2 separate regions of the Mus musculus genome follow, and region 1 is linked to region 2. A link is a contact called in public HiChIP or PLAC-seq data. All regions are on one chromosome and are shown on one strand. The core of a region is the stretch at or near the end of the contact, and the rest is flanking DNA. Distances in the headings are between cores, read along the strand shown.

The links. HiChIP or PLAC-seq counts read pairs in DNA pulled down with a chosen protein or histone mark.
Region 1: an H3K27ac HiChIP or PLAC-seq map of regulatory T cells shows a contact between it and region 2, with 4 times the contacts expected there. The contact joins two enhancer-like sites. A contact is called at or near these places in 7 of 39 promoter capture datasets (the 3T3-L1 cell line, 3T3-L1-derived adipocytes, the C10 cell line and 3 more), 55 of 484 Hi-C or Micro-C datasets (3T3-L1-derived adipocytes, B cells, the BV-2 cell line and 37 more), 12 of 115 datasets of contacts at active chromatin or transcription factors (CD8 T cells, the NIH/3T3 cell line, Th17 cells and 8 more) and 1 of 9 other capture datasets (liver).

The regions. Positions count from the first base shown.
Region 1 is chr7:83,656,583-83,662,652 of GRCm38.p6, forward strand. Il16 (interleukin 16) reads right to left here. Exons shown (of 19, transcript NM_001360087.1): 12 at 4,216-4,703. Among named protein-coding and RNA genes, the nearest start is that of Stard5, 28 kb to the left of the region's middle. Within about 2 kb of position 2,944, at least 149 of the 459 cell types and tissues checked have an H3K27ac peak or open chromatin away from gene starts, as enhancers often do. A contact at or near this core is called in B cells, the BV-2 cell line, CD8 T cells and 6 more, where this site is marked.
Region 2 is chr7:83,562,011-83,567,792 of GRCm38.p6, forward strand. No RefSeq gene overlaps it. Among named protein-coding and RNA genes, the nearest start is that of Gm10610, 14 kb to the left of the region's middle. Within about 2 kb of position 3,056, at least 58 of the 459 cell types and tissues checked have an H3K27ac peak or open chromatin away from gene starts, as enhancers often do. A contact at or near this core is called in B cells, the BV-2 cell line, CD8 T cells and 6 more, where this site is marked.

The sequences.
Region 1 (6,070 bases), core at 1,694-4,193, 94 kb after region 2:
GCATAGTGTCCTCTAGAAGAAAAGGCAAAGCCAGGGCCCCATTCAGGTGATGCTTCTGATGTATTCATGTGTGGAAGAGAAATATTTTACTGTGCTGGGGTGGCTCTCAAGTCCTGCGCATTCGGGAGTCACCTCTGTGAGGTGACTGCCATCCATATCTACAGATTGTTGGATGATTTTACAGAGAAGCATATCCAATGCCATCAAACCATCTTAGAAAAGACCTTAGTGTATGTCTGTGGTGGTTTGATTGAGAATGGCCTCCAAGGCTCATATATTTGAATTCTTGTTCCCCAGTTGGTGCAGTTGTTTAGGAAGGATTAGGAGGTGTGGCCTTGTTAGAGGAAGTATATCACTGGAGGTGGGCTTTGAGGTTTAAAAAGCCCACACCATTCCAATCCACCCTCCTCTACTGCATTGTTGTCTCAACATGTAAGCTCTCAGCTACTGTTCCAGCACCAGGCCTGCCTACTGACATTCTCCTCGCCATTATGGTCATGGACTCTGACCCTTTGTAATTGTAAGCCTAATAAGCTCTTTGTTCTCTATAAGCTGCCTTGATTGTGGTGTCTCTTTACAATAATAGAAAAGTAACTAAAGCAATATCTGTGTGTCTGTCTCACTTTTCTTTTTTTAAATGAACTTTGCTTTGTTTTGTTTTTTATTTTAAAAAACTTACAAAGAAATAAAAAAAAAATCACACTCTAGAATTAACCAGACTCAAAGGCTATACAACTTATATACAATTCGAATTGGGCTTTGAAATGAAAGCCGTGAAGCTTCATATTAAATTTTACATTTCCAGGGTCAGATATAATGTATGTACTTATTTGCCACTCAAAGCAGAAAAATCCACGATCACATGATCACTACAACTTTCCATCCCCTTTCCAACTTGTTCTCACCACCTGCATCCAATCCTTCCTTGTCCCTTATACTCAGCTTTCCTCTTTCTGTCTTTGTGTGATATATCAACACATTTGTTTACATGTGTATATATAGTATTGGCTAAATCCAACATGCTCTCATATAAACATGTGCTTTACTTCTGAGACTCTATGGCTTGGGTTAATAGTATACATTCTATGTCATCTGTTTTCCTGAAAAAACTTTTTTTCTGATTTTTTTTATTTAACTTTTCTTTAGAGCAGAGAAATATTCCATTTTGTGGCTATCCCTTTCTTCTCTTCTCTTCTCTTCTCTTCTCTTCTCTTCTCTTCTCTTCTCCTCTCCTCTCCTCTTCTCTTCTCTTCCTTTTTCTCTCCTTTTTCTTCCTCATGTGTACTTGTATGTATGTGTCCTTGTTCCTGTGAGTATATGGGTGTAGAGGCCAAAGGGACTTCAGGTGTTGTTCCTCAGAAACTACATACCTGTGTTTTGAGATGGTCACTCGCTGGTTCAGAGTGCCCCAAATAGGCAAAGCTGGCTGGCTACCAGCCCCAGGGATTTGCCTGCCTCTGCCTTTCCATGTTGGTCTTGTGATGTTGTTTTTGATGTGGGTTCTTGGACTGGGCCAGGACCTTATGGTTCTCTGGAGCTCCTTTATTGATTAGTTGTCTTCTCAGAACCCACATTTTACCTTTTAATCAACACCTCTTACGTTGCATTATCTTTGGAAAAGGTCTTTTAAATTAATCCCAAACTTAATTTGATTTCTACACAAAATTTATTCAGGCAAATGTTCCCTGGCTCAGCACTTGGTGAATGAGGGGAGAGGGAGGAGGTAAGGCAAGAGGATGAGAGATGGGGACTAATCAGAGAATACAAAATCATTTTCTTAAATGTGAGTGGTATTTTAAGACAGTGTGGGTGCCCACAGAGCTCCCACAGAGGCCGGATTGGGCATCAGATCCACAGGAACTGGAGTTACCGGTGATTACTAGCCTCCGTGTAAGTGCGGGAATGGAGCTTGGATCTTTTAGAAGAGCAGCCAGTGATCCTGAGTCATCTCTCCAGGTTCATGGGAAGTATCTTGAAGGTCATTTGGGTACAGGAAATTGGGTTACCTTCAGTTACATTAAATGTAACCTGTCGTACATATCTGCTTGAGAAGGGTCTTAGGACCCTAGAGAGAAAAGACTACAGACAGAAACAAGAGAAGAAGGTAGGAAAAAAGAAGGGAAGAGGGAGAAAAGGGAGAGAGAAGAAGGGTTGAAAATGGAATCACAGGCAATAAGATCCATTGAGAAAGGTCTGGGAGTGGCCAAGGCTGTTAAGAATGGTGTAGAAGGTCAACTGCTTCCTGTTTTCTGTCAGACTAGAAGCCTGTCTTTGTGATCTCTCTGCCAGCACAACAATGCTCTGTTGGTTGAGTGAATAAGTTACAGAAGGGTCTACTGGCCATGTGGGATGATGCAGAGAGGACAAAAGAGCAGCCACAGAACGGCCTTTGTGTTAGTGTGGACCATATTGCTGGTGTGAACAGGGAAGGAAGCCAAAGGCAGGGCAGATTGCTCAAGATGTGGGATGCTGAACAGAGAAATCAGAGAGAGAGATAGAGAGAGAGAGAGAGAGAGAGAGAGAGAGAGAGAGAGAGAGAGAGAGAGAGAGAGAGAGTGCACATGCTCGCACATACATGTGTTTATATTTGTCTGTGTGCTGTCTTAAATACCTTGGCTCCTTGCCTGGCCTTCCCTACAGAACACCTGCTTCCTCCCCTGGCTGTCTTACTTGGCAATGCTCCTTGCCCGACATGTGGCCCCACCCAATCAGGAAGCCAAAGAGATTCATCAAGGCACCTGTTCTCCTTTCCTGGGTCTGCAGGAGGAAAGCAAAATGTCTACCCTTTCAACATTTCCTTCTGGTTTGCCTTCTAGATTCTGCCTCAGATCCAAATGAAGTGTTTGCTGAAGGGGGAGTCAGGGAAACACATTCACAGGATACCCCGCCCTCTCTGGTTGCTAGTCAGCCCGGCACGTTCAGCTGCCTGAAAGTCTGTACTTCCTGTTTGGTAACACAGCTCCTCCTTCACTGTGTCTTCACCAAGGAACTCAAGAATTTCCTTCCCCATCCACCTCACTGAAGCTTGTCAATGGGCAGTTTGACAAATCTCCTGCTTTCTTCTAGGGGATTTCCAGAGGCCTTACTTCACCCCTAGCAGCCTTCACTGCACGCCTCAGCAACACAAACTTAAGTAAGTTCTTCTTCTGTGAAACTGGGAATCTCACCCTCAGACCCGGGGAAGGATGAACTAAAACAACGTGCGTGAACATATCTAGCATAATGCCTATGGTGGTTTGAGTAGGGACAGCCCTCATAGAGTTGTGTGTTTAAGTGCTTGGCCAATAGGCACTGGCACTAGTAGGGAGTGTGGCTTTGTTAGAGTAGTTGTGGCTTTGTTGGAGGAAGTATGTCACTGTGGAGGCGGGCTTTGAGGTCTTATATGCTCAAGCTATGCCCAGTGTGGCAGTCTCCTTCTGCCTGTAGATCAAGATGTAAAACAAAGCCCCTCCAGAACCATGTCTGCCTACCTGATGTCATGTTTTCCACAATGACAGTAATAGATTAAACCTCTGAAATTGTAAGTCCAATTAAACGTCCTTTATAAGAGTTGCCATGGTCTTGGTGGCTCTTCACAGTAATAGAAACCCTAAAACAGTGTCCTTTGTTGAAAGGGCTCAAGTTTCAGCAGCTGCCTTCCTGTCTACCTACCATCCTTTGGGTGTAAAGCTAGAGGAAGAAGCTCCAAGAGAAGTTATGGTGCTGGAGTCTTCAATATACGGAAGGGAAGATCTAAGTCTCACAACAGCCTGTAGAGGGAGCCACTCAAAAAGCCCAAAGTAGCAGCTAAGGACACCTAGACTTAGAGAGGATGGTTTCCGAGTCTCCCCACCTCCAGAAGGCAAAGTTAATTTCTCGCGAACATCTTGTACTCCCACAAGCAATCATTCTCCCTCTGCTTTAGCTATTGGGGTGACTACTTGTGGTTAGCAGAGCATCTCAGATTCCTGGACTCAGCCTCCCCACCACAAAGTAACCCTGCTGCTGATACACCAGCGCGTGAGCCATGTGACCCGCGAGTGTTACTGCCAACAGTTGGCAGGCCCGGAACTTCCGGTTTGGTTCTGCGAAGCTTCATATGTCTCTGCACAGTGAGCTTAAAGAGAGTGCTTCTCTATGCCAGAGTACAGGAAGCCTGCAGACATTTCTAATGCTCAAGGGCAGCAGCTTTGCATGTTGCAGGGGACACACGTCCCACTGAGCACACCCTCCTACCTGGCTGCAGGTGGGCAAGGTGTGCCCAGAAGGGTCTGTGACCTTCTCTTTCTCCTCCAGTTTCTTCTGAGGCTCGCTGTCATTTTTAAAGTATTTTCTGGGTGGAGGCTTGGGTTTGGAGGATGTCGGCTTTCTCACCAAAATCTCAAAAGATTTCTTCAGTCTCAGTGGTGGGTGGCTCTCTCTTTCCAAGCTCTCAGGAAGGGGTGGGCTCTCCTGCTGAGGCCTGGATGGGACCCCTGGGCACGGCTCTTGCTCCTCCCCTGGGGACAGGCTGGGACTGTGTGTGCTGCCTTCCCTCTCAGAAGGCTGTGGCTCCGCACCTGCACTGCAGGGACTTCCCCCTGGTGACCCAGACATGTAGCTGCTGTCACTGCTGGATCGGACCATGATCTTCTGGGCCCTTCGATGTGGGGGCGCTGAGTGCTTCTCACGTTCTTTCTCCAAGGTAGGCCGCCCATGCCAGCTGCTCTCCAGCCTTTTGACACCTGCATGGTAAGCACAAGGAAACATTCAAACTGAGCCTCAAAAGACCAGGTGGACCACAGGCAGCACCCTGTGCATCCAACTGCTCTAGTAGAAGACTCGTAGCCTGGGTAGCCTTGGGTTCAGACTCCGATGAGTTTTCTAACGTTGAGTTAAGAGCATCATTCAACCTTTCTGAGCCTGCATGTGACAGCCACAGGGACACACCACTCATACCACACAGCATTACTATTCATGCAAGAGCTCAGTGCCCCAATTGTGGGAAGACTGGTGAGCTACCATGCCAATGTGGGAGGGATTTTAGTTTCAGGGTCTGGTGGAGGTGAGGGCAGTTTATACAGATCTACCCATTCCTGCCAACTCATTCTGACTTGAGTAGATCATGCTAGCTGCAGAGCCCCAGCACTGTCTGATCTCAGTTCCACCAAACTCTACTCCTCTATTAAACTCCCTCTATAGGAGCAGATCCCAAGGAAATCTAAATTATATCTTATGTGCTACGCGCTATCTGGGATGAGCCTAACACTCCACTTCTGCTTGTGTGAAAGGAGCTGCAGTTCTACCTGCTAAGCTCTCTTTGAAGTTCAAGAGCAAAGAAAGAAAACATTTGGAGGTGCTTTGAACCTTACACCTGAAGGGGTACCATCTTCCAACAAAAGAGGGGCAGATGCAGCCCGCCTGCCTCCCTTCCTTTCTTACTCCACACCCATGGTTTCCTGAACAGTGGCATTGGCACATCTCTAAGATGCTTTCTAGTTCTTCCTAGTGACAAATGGTCACAGGTACCCCTTTCTTGAAGCTGCAACTCAAGGCAATGGGAGCCACAGAGACCTAGTGACTTATGGATTCATTCAGTAGAACCAGGAGAGCTAAAGGGACCCTTATGAGAAAACATCAAAGTGAGTGAGACTCCAGTCCAAACACACTTTAAAGGAAAAGCTTTTGCTCTATCTTGGTCACAGAATAACACATCTTTATTTGAGAGACCTAAATCACTGAAGGAAGGCATAAAAGCTAACATCCCCCTGCATCTGATCATCTTCTCCTCTTCCACTATTAAGAACAGCGAGTGACAGTGTTGGGGATGGGAGGGATTCCCTGTCACTCCCCTGTGCTTCTGTGCATATGGGATGTGTAGAGCCCTGAGTAGGACATAGCGGAAATAAAATGGGGTCCTGCCATCTCCTCTGAATATTTTCCCACATATTTCAGCTTCCTTGACAATATCAGGTTGTCCTTGCATATGGATGTTCCAAGGTGACCTGGCTAATGCCCAAAGGCTAAGCACAGGAACCACCTAGCAAGCCAGGTCCCTGACCAGTTTTTCCATGGACTGGTAACATGACTGGCAAGGCATCTTCCAGGGCCT
Region 2 (5,782 bases), core at 1,806-4,305:
TGCAGAGCCTGAGAATACAAAAGACTATTGTCCTCAGGTCCTTACATAGAATAGCATACTGTGTGTGTGCTATGCACAGACACCTTTATTCTGCCAATCATTTCTACATTACAATGTAAATGTTATGTAAATCTCATTCCCTATTGTTTGGGAATAAAAATGAGAAAAAAGTCTGTATATGTTCAGTATAAACATGACGTTTTCCAATTTTTTTTTTTATTTATAGTTATCTGAAGTCATGGTTGTAAAGCCCAAAAATGGTCAAATGCCTATTTGTATGTTAACTCTTGTGTGTAGCATAGCTATAAATATTTATATATAATAATGCTGAGTATGAGTTCACACATATATTTCGACCTTGCATTGTCCACGGAGATTTCTGGTATCTTTTCTCTGTTCCTTAACTTACAATAGTGAGCATCCTGGTTTCTGTGTCCATCACACTTAAGTTACTACTGCTTCATGTTTTTACAATAAAATCAGTCAATTTTATGCTGAAAAAATATTATGCTCATTCAAAAAATATTATTTGCCCCACTAAAGAGATGCTATAATATATTCTAATAAATTCATAAGCAATTTAAATATTTCTTATCACTGGAAACTGTTAAAACAGAACACACGAGACTAGCAAGGGACTCAAGTTCAATTCTGATCTGTTTGTTTTACTCCATCTTCTGTGTGTATGAAATCAGGACTCCAGAATCCCCCTTCTCTCAAAACATGCAGATTTTCCTTCTCTGTGTTGTGAGGCATTTTATTATATCTACTACAGTTTTCAAAATTAGTATTCTCATTCAATTTTTCATCACCGTTTTAAAATAATTTTGTAAAACTTGTGTTAGATTACTGTAGAAAATCAAAATGTTATATTTTTAACTATATTTTATTCACTTTACATTCTAATCACTGTCCCCTCCCTTACATGGTTCCTTCTCCCATCTCCCCTCCCCTTCTCCTCAGAGAGGGTGGAGTCCTCTTCTCATCCTGTCACTCTGGCCCATCAAGTCTCTGCAGGGCTAGGCACATCCTCTCCCATTACAGCCAGATAAGGCAACCAAATTAGGGGAAAGTATTCCACAGACTGGCAACTGCCTTAGAGATAGCCCCTGATCTACTTGTTCGAAAACCCACATGTAGAATGAGCTGCGCATCTGCTACATAAGTGGGGGGAACTAGGTTCAGCCTATGTATGCCCTAAAATGTTATCATTTTAAGATTATCTATTAAAATATATCTACACATGACATTAGTCACTTAAGTGTATAATTTGAAAAATTTTTGTCAAATGTTCGCATCCATGAAACTACCTCCACAGTCAAAATTAAGGACAATTTCTTCTTCTCGAGGATGTCCCCAGTATCATGAACTTCTTTACAGTCAAGCATCGTTCCTCCATTATTACTGTCAGTCAACAACATTACTTTCAGCACAATGATTAAGAACACAAATCCTGGGCTGGAGAGTTGGATCAGTGGTTAAGAGCACTGACTGTTCTTCAGGGAACCCAGGTTCTATTTCTAGCACCTACATGGTGGTTAACAATTGTCTGAAATCATGGATCCAACACCTTCTTCTGGCATCTGTGAGCACTGAATACATGTGGTGCACAGACATATAAGCAATCAAATTACCCATGCACATAAAATAAATAAATTTGAAGAAGGGGGGGGGGGTGGCTCAGTCTCCCAAGTACTTGTCAGGCAAGTGTAAAACCACCAAGTCTGGATTCCCAGCACATCAGAAGAAGCCAGGCACAGCAGTGTATGCCTGTGATGCCAGCCTCATTCACAGGGCCTTAACCAGTCAGTTTAGCTCAATCAGCAAGCTCCAAATTCAAAAAGTAAAGTGCAGAGTGATACAGGATGGTACCCTGTGTAATCTAGTCTTCACACACACATGCACACATATGGACATATATACTAACACATAACACATGCATAACCCCACATGAAGTCATTTTAAATGCAAACCACAGCAAAGAAGAGTACCAAGGGAAAAAAAAAAGATGCTGAAAAATACAGACCTTTCTTAGCTTAGTGGCAGCTGGTGAGAGCTTACCTGTGCCCTTACTGGGAAAATTTGTAAAGTAATGATGCAGTTACCTAGACTGCAATGCCATTGTAAACTAAAGTTTGTAAAACACGTGTGGGATGACTATTTACCTAGTTATTTCTAACCCTATTCAAAGCATACTTTGAATTGATAGACCATGAGGACTTTTTATTTCATATTTCAAGAATCCTATTTGTAAGCGGGATCTCACCTCTGATACTGCCTGGAGGGCCAGAGACCAGAGGCTGGGCAGCCCAGAGGACTAGCAAAAAGGAAAGAAAAAAAAAAGTCAAAGAAATGGTCACTAATCATATCCTGTTATATTCATAGATGGGACCCTAGCATAATCATCACCAGAGGCTTCTTCTAGAAACTGATGGGAGCAGATGCAGAGGCCCACAGCCAAACATTAAGCAGAGCTCAGAGAATCCTGTGAAAAAGGGAAAGGAAGGATTGTAGAAGCCAGGGTGTCAAGGACATGACCCCACAAGAAACCCCGCAGAATCAACTAACTTGGGCTCGCAGGGGCTCTCGGAGACTAAACCAATAACCAGGGATCCTACGTGGGTCTGACCTAAGCTTTCTACATATATATTACGATTGTCTACGTTGGTCTTTTGTGGGACCCCTAACAGTGGGAGTGAGGCCTGCTCTGACTCCTGCCTGCTTTGGAGCCCCTTTTCCTCCCACTGGGTTGCCTCATCCAGCCTTAACATAAGGGGAGATGCCCAGTCTTACTGTAACTCCATATGTCTGTCTGGTCGAGATCCCTGCACTCTTCTGAAGGGAAACAAAGGAGGTGTGGATCTGGGGGAGAAGAGAGGTGGGCAGGGGAGGAGACGAAGGAGGGAAACCGTGGTCGGGATGTTATATCCTATTTCTAGGAGACTCTCTTGGTTTTAAAAGGCCAGTGGCATTAAGTACACAATATTGTGTGTGGGCTGAGACTCAGCCACAGTGTAGGTCCGATCTACATGGTCTTCCGGGAGGAAATGTCATTCACCACCCACACACTGAGGCAATCTGAGGCCTGGGCGGGGCAGTCAGTTGAGAACAGCTGCCTCGCAGGCTGCAGTTAAGCATCTTCTTCAAAAAAAAAAAAAAAAATACAAAACAAAACTGATTCTAATACAAATAAACGGACACTGCACTCGCCTTGAGAAACATGACCTGAGTTTTAATTTTACTTCTTAAAATAAATTGTTAAAAAGTTAGTCATCTTATTTATGTGACCGTTTTCCCTTGTGTGTGTGTGTGTGTGTGTGTGTGTGTGTGTGTGCGTGTGTGTGTACTACGTCTATGCCTGTTGTCCACAGAGGTCTGAAGAGTGTGTTAGATCCCCTGGAACTGAGTTTGTAAATGTTTGTGACTCACCATGTGGGTGCTGACAATCCAACCCAGGTCCTCTACAGAAGCAACAACTGGCTCTTAACCACTGAACTACTTCTCCAGTCCGAACCCTGAGGTCTTTTTAGAGACCTCTTTTAATCTTTAAGTAAGGGATTTGAGTCCTGACTTTCTTGAAACTGGAATTACTTTTTCTGCTGTGTTATGAAAGTAGGTCAAAGGGTTTCTAACAGGCGCTGCTGCCTCTGTTGGGGAGACACTGAAGAATCCTTGTCCAGCTGTGAGCATCCCTGAGTCCAGGCCTGGGAAAAAAACAAAACAAACAAAAAAAAAAAAACAATTGACACACTCCGGAGAGGAGAAGAAGCCTGGAGTCACAGGATAGGTTTTCAAAAAGGGTCCAATCTAACATGGGTCTCCTAATTCTCACTCTGCCATTCAGAAAGCATTGGCCTTCCCTCTGCTCTTGCGCTCTCTCTCTCTCTCTCTCTCTCTCTCTCTCTCTCTCTCTCTCTCTCTCTCTCTCTCTCTCTCTCTCTCTCTCCATCATGCCAAAGCAAGTGGGACAGGACAGTAGAGCAAAAAGTGAGATGGAAAAGCAACTTGTTTCTCAGAACACCAAGGAAGACAGAGGAGCCCTCTTTGGATGACCCAGCACCAAGTTCAAAGGACAGGAAACGAACCCCAGCACATGCTGAGCTAGCTGTTGTGTGGACTCGTTCCCCGCAGGAGGCTCTGGCCTCCAGCCCGGGGAAGAAGTCCTGATTTTTGAATAACATGTTCAGAGAGGGCGTTCCTCATACTCATCGGTACTGAATAGAAGCCACTCCGCATCTATTATTAGTTCCAGGAAATGACCCACAAAGAATATGTCACAAATAATTACAGGAACTCTCTAACAGGAGGGATCCTTCAAAAAAGAAAGAGAATTGGTCAGTTCAGCCTTAGGAAGAGCTTGCTGTTTGCTGAGTATAAAGCCTGAGGACCAAAATGAGTTCTGATTTAGACAATGTCTACAGTAGACAGAACGTATCAGGCAGAACCACAGCCATTGTCTTCAGATAACCCTATGGGGAATTCTCCTTGGAGCCAATATACTTCTGAAACAATTAAAAAAAAAAAAACGATAATAAAACACAAGATATTTTGAACAGCGATCTCATTACCTTGAAAGTGCACTGCTTTTATTAGTTCTGTCTTTTTAAGTATATTTTTTACTTTAATTTAAAAAACCTCCCAGATAATAAAAGCACATAGTTTGTGTTTGTGTGGGGTGTGTATTCACTTATCCACATGGGTGCCTGTGTGTGCGTGAATACATGCGTGCCTTAGGGGTCAGAGATTAAGCTTTGATGTTCTATCCACTGTCTACCTTGTCTTTAAGATAAGGGCTTCATTGATGTGCCATTCACCAGGGAGACTAGATTGACTGGCAGCCCCCAGAATCTGTTTGTCACTTCCTCCAATCCTGGAGTTACAAGAACATGTCACCACCATGTCTGGCTTTTTAACATAGGTTCTGCAAAGCCAATTCAAATCCTCATGCTCTCATGGCAAAGACTTCAGTAACAGGGCCATCCCCAAGCCATTACATACATAATTAAAAAAAAAAAAGTCAAATAGAGGCTCACAAACAAACACAAGGTTACAGTCCTTTATAAAGACAGCCTGTTGACCTTTATTGTCCCTCCAGACAGTCGACACAAAGATAAATTCTCTTTTCACAGTGATGATAGTGGCGGTAGGGGTATCCTGGGCTGCCTGGTACTGGTTTGAGCATCCATTCCCAAGAGGAGTACTCAGCAGGGAGGGTGGCCCTAACCCTGGACTTACTATCCAGAAACCACTCTGGGCGCTCTAAAGACAGCACTAAAGACAGTGAGTGGCCAGTTATGGCTATAGTCCAGTGTGGGCAAAGAATGGGCTGTAAGGGGCCACCATGCTCACCGTTATACTCCCACAGACCCTTTTCTCTTCCTCCCCACAGTAGGCTGAACAATGGTCCACAAAACAGTGAGCCTTACCCTAGAAGCTGAGGAAGTTTTCTTCTAGGGCAAATATGACTTTCTAAATGTGATTAAACTGTGGGTCCTGTGATAGTGAGATTTTTCCCGGGTGATCTCCGTGGACTTGGCATGAGGGTGGGGGTGGGAGAATAGGAAGGCAATCAGAGACCTACGTGAGTTGTTACCTTGCTGGCTTTATGTAAGGAGCGGGTGTGGCAGCAGTCCCAAGATGGCGCCCAGGACTGCAGCTAAGTCTTATGACTTGCACCTGACTTCCTCATACACCTGAAAATAAGCCACGACCATCGTGAGAACTGTGCAGGTGCACCATGATGCTGGCGGTGTAAACAAGTCCATATTTGGTGGAGACATGC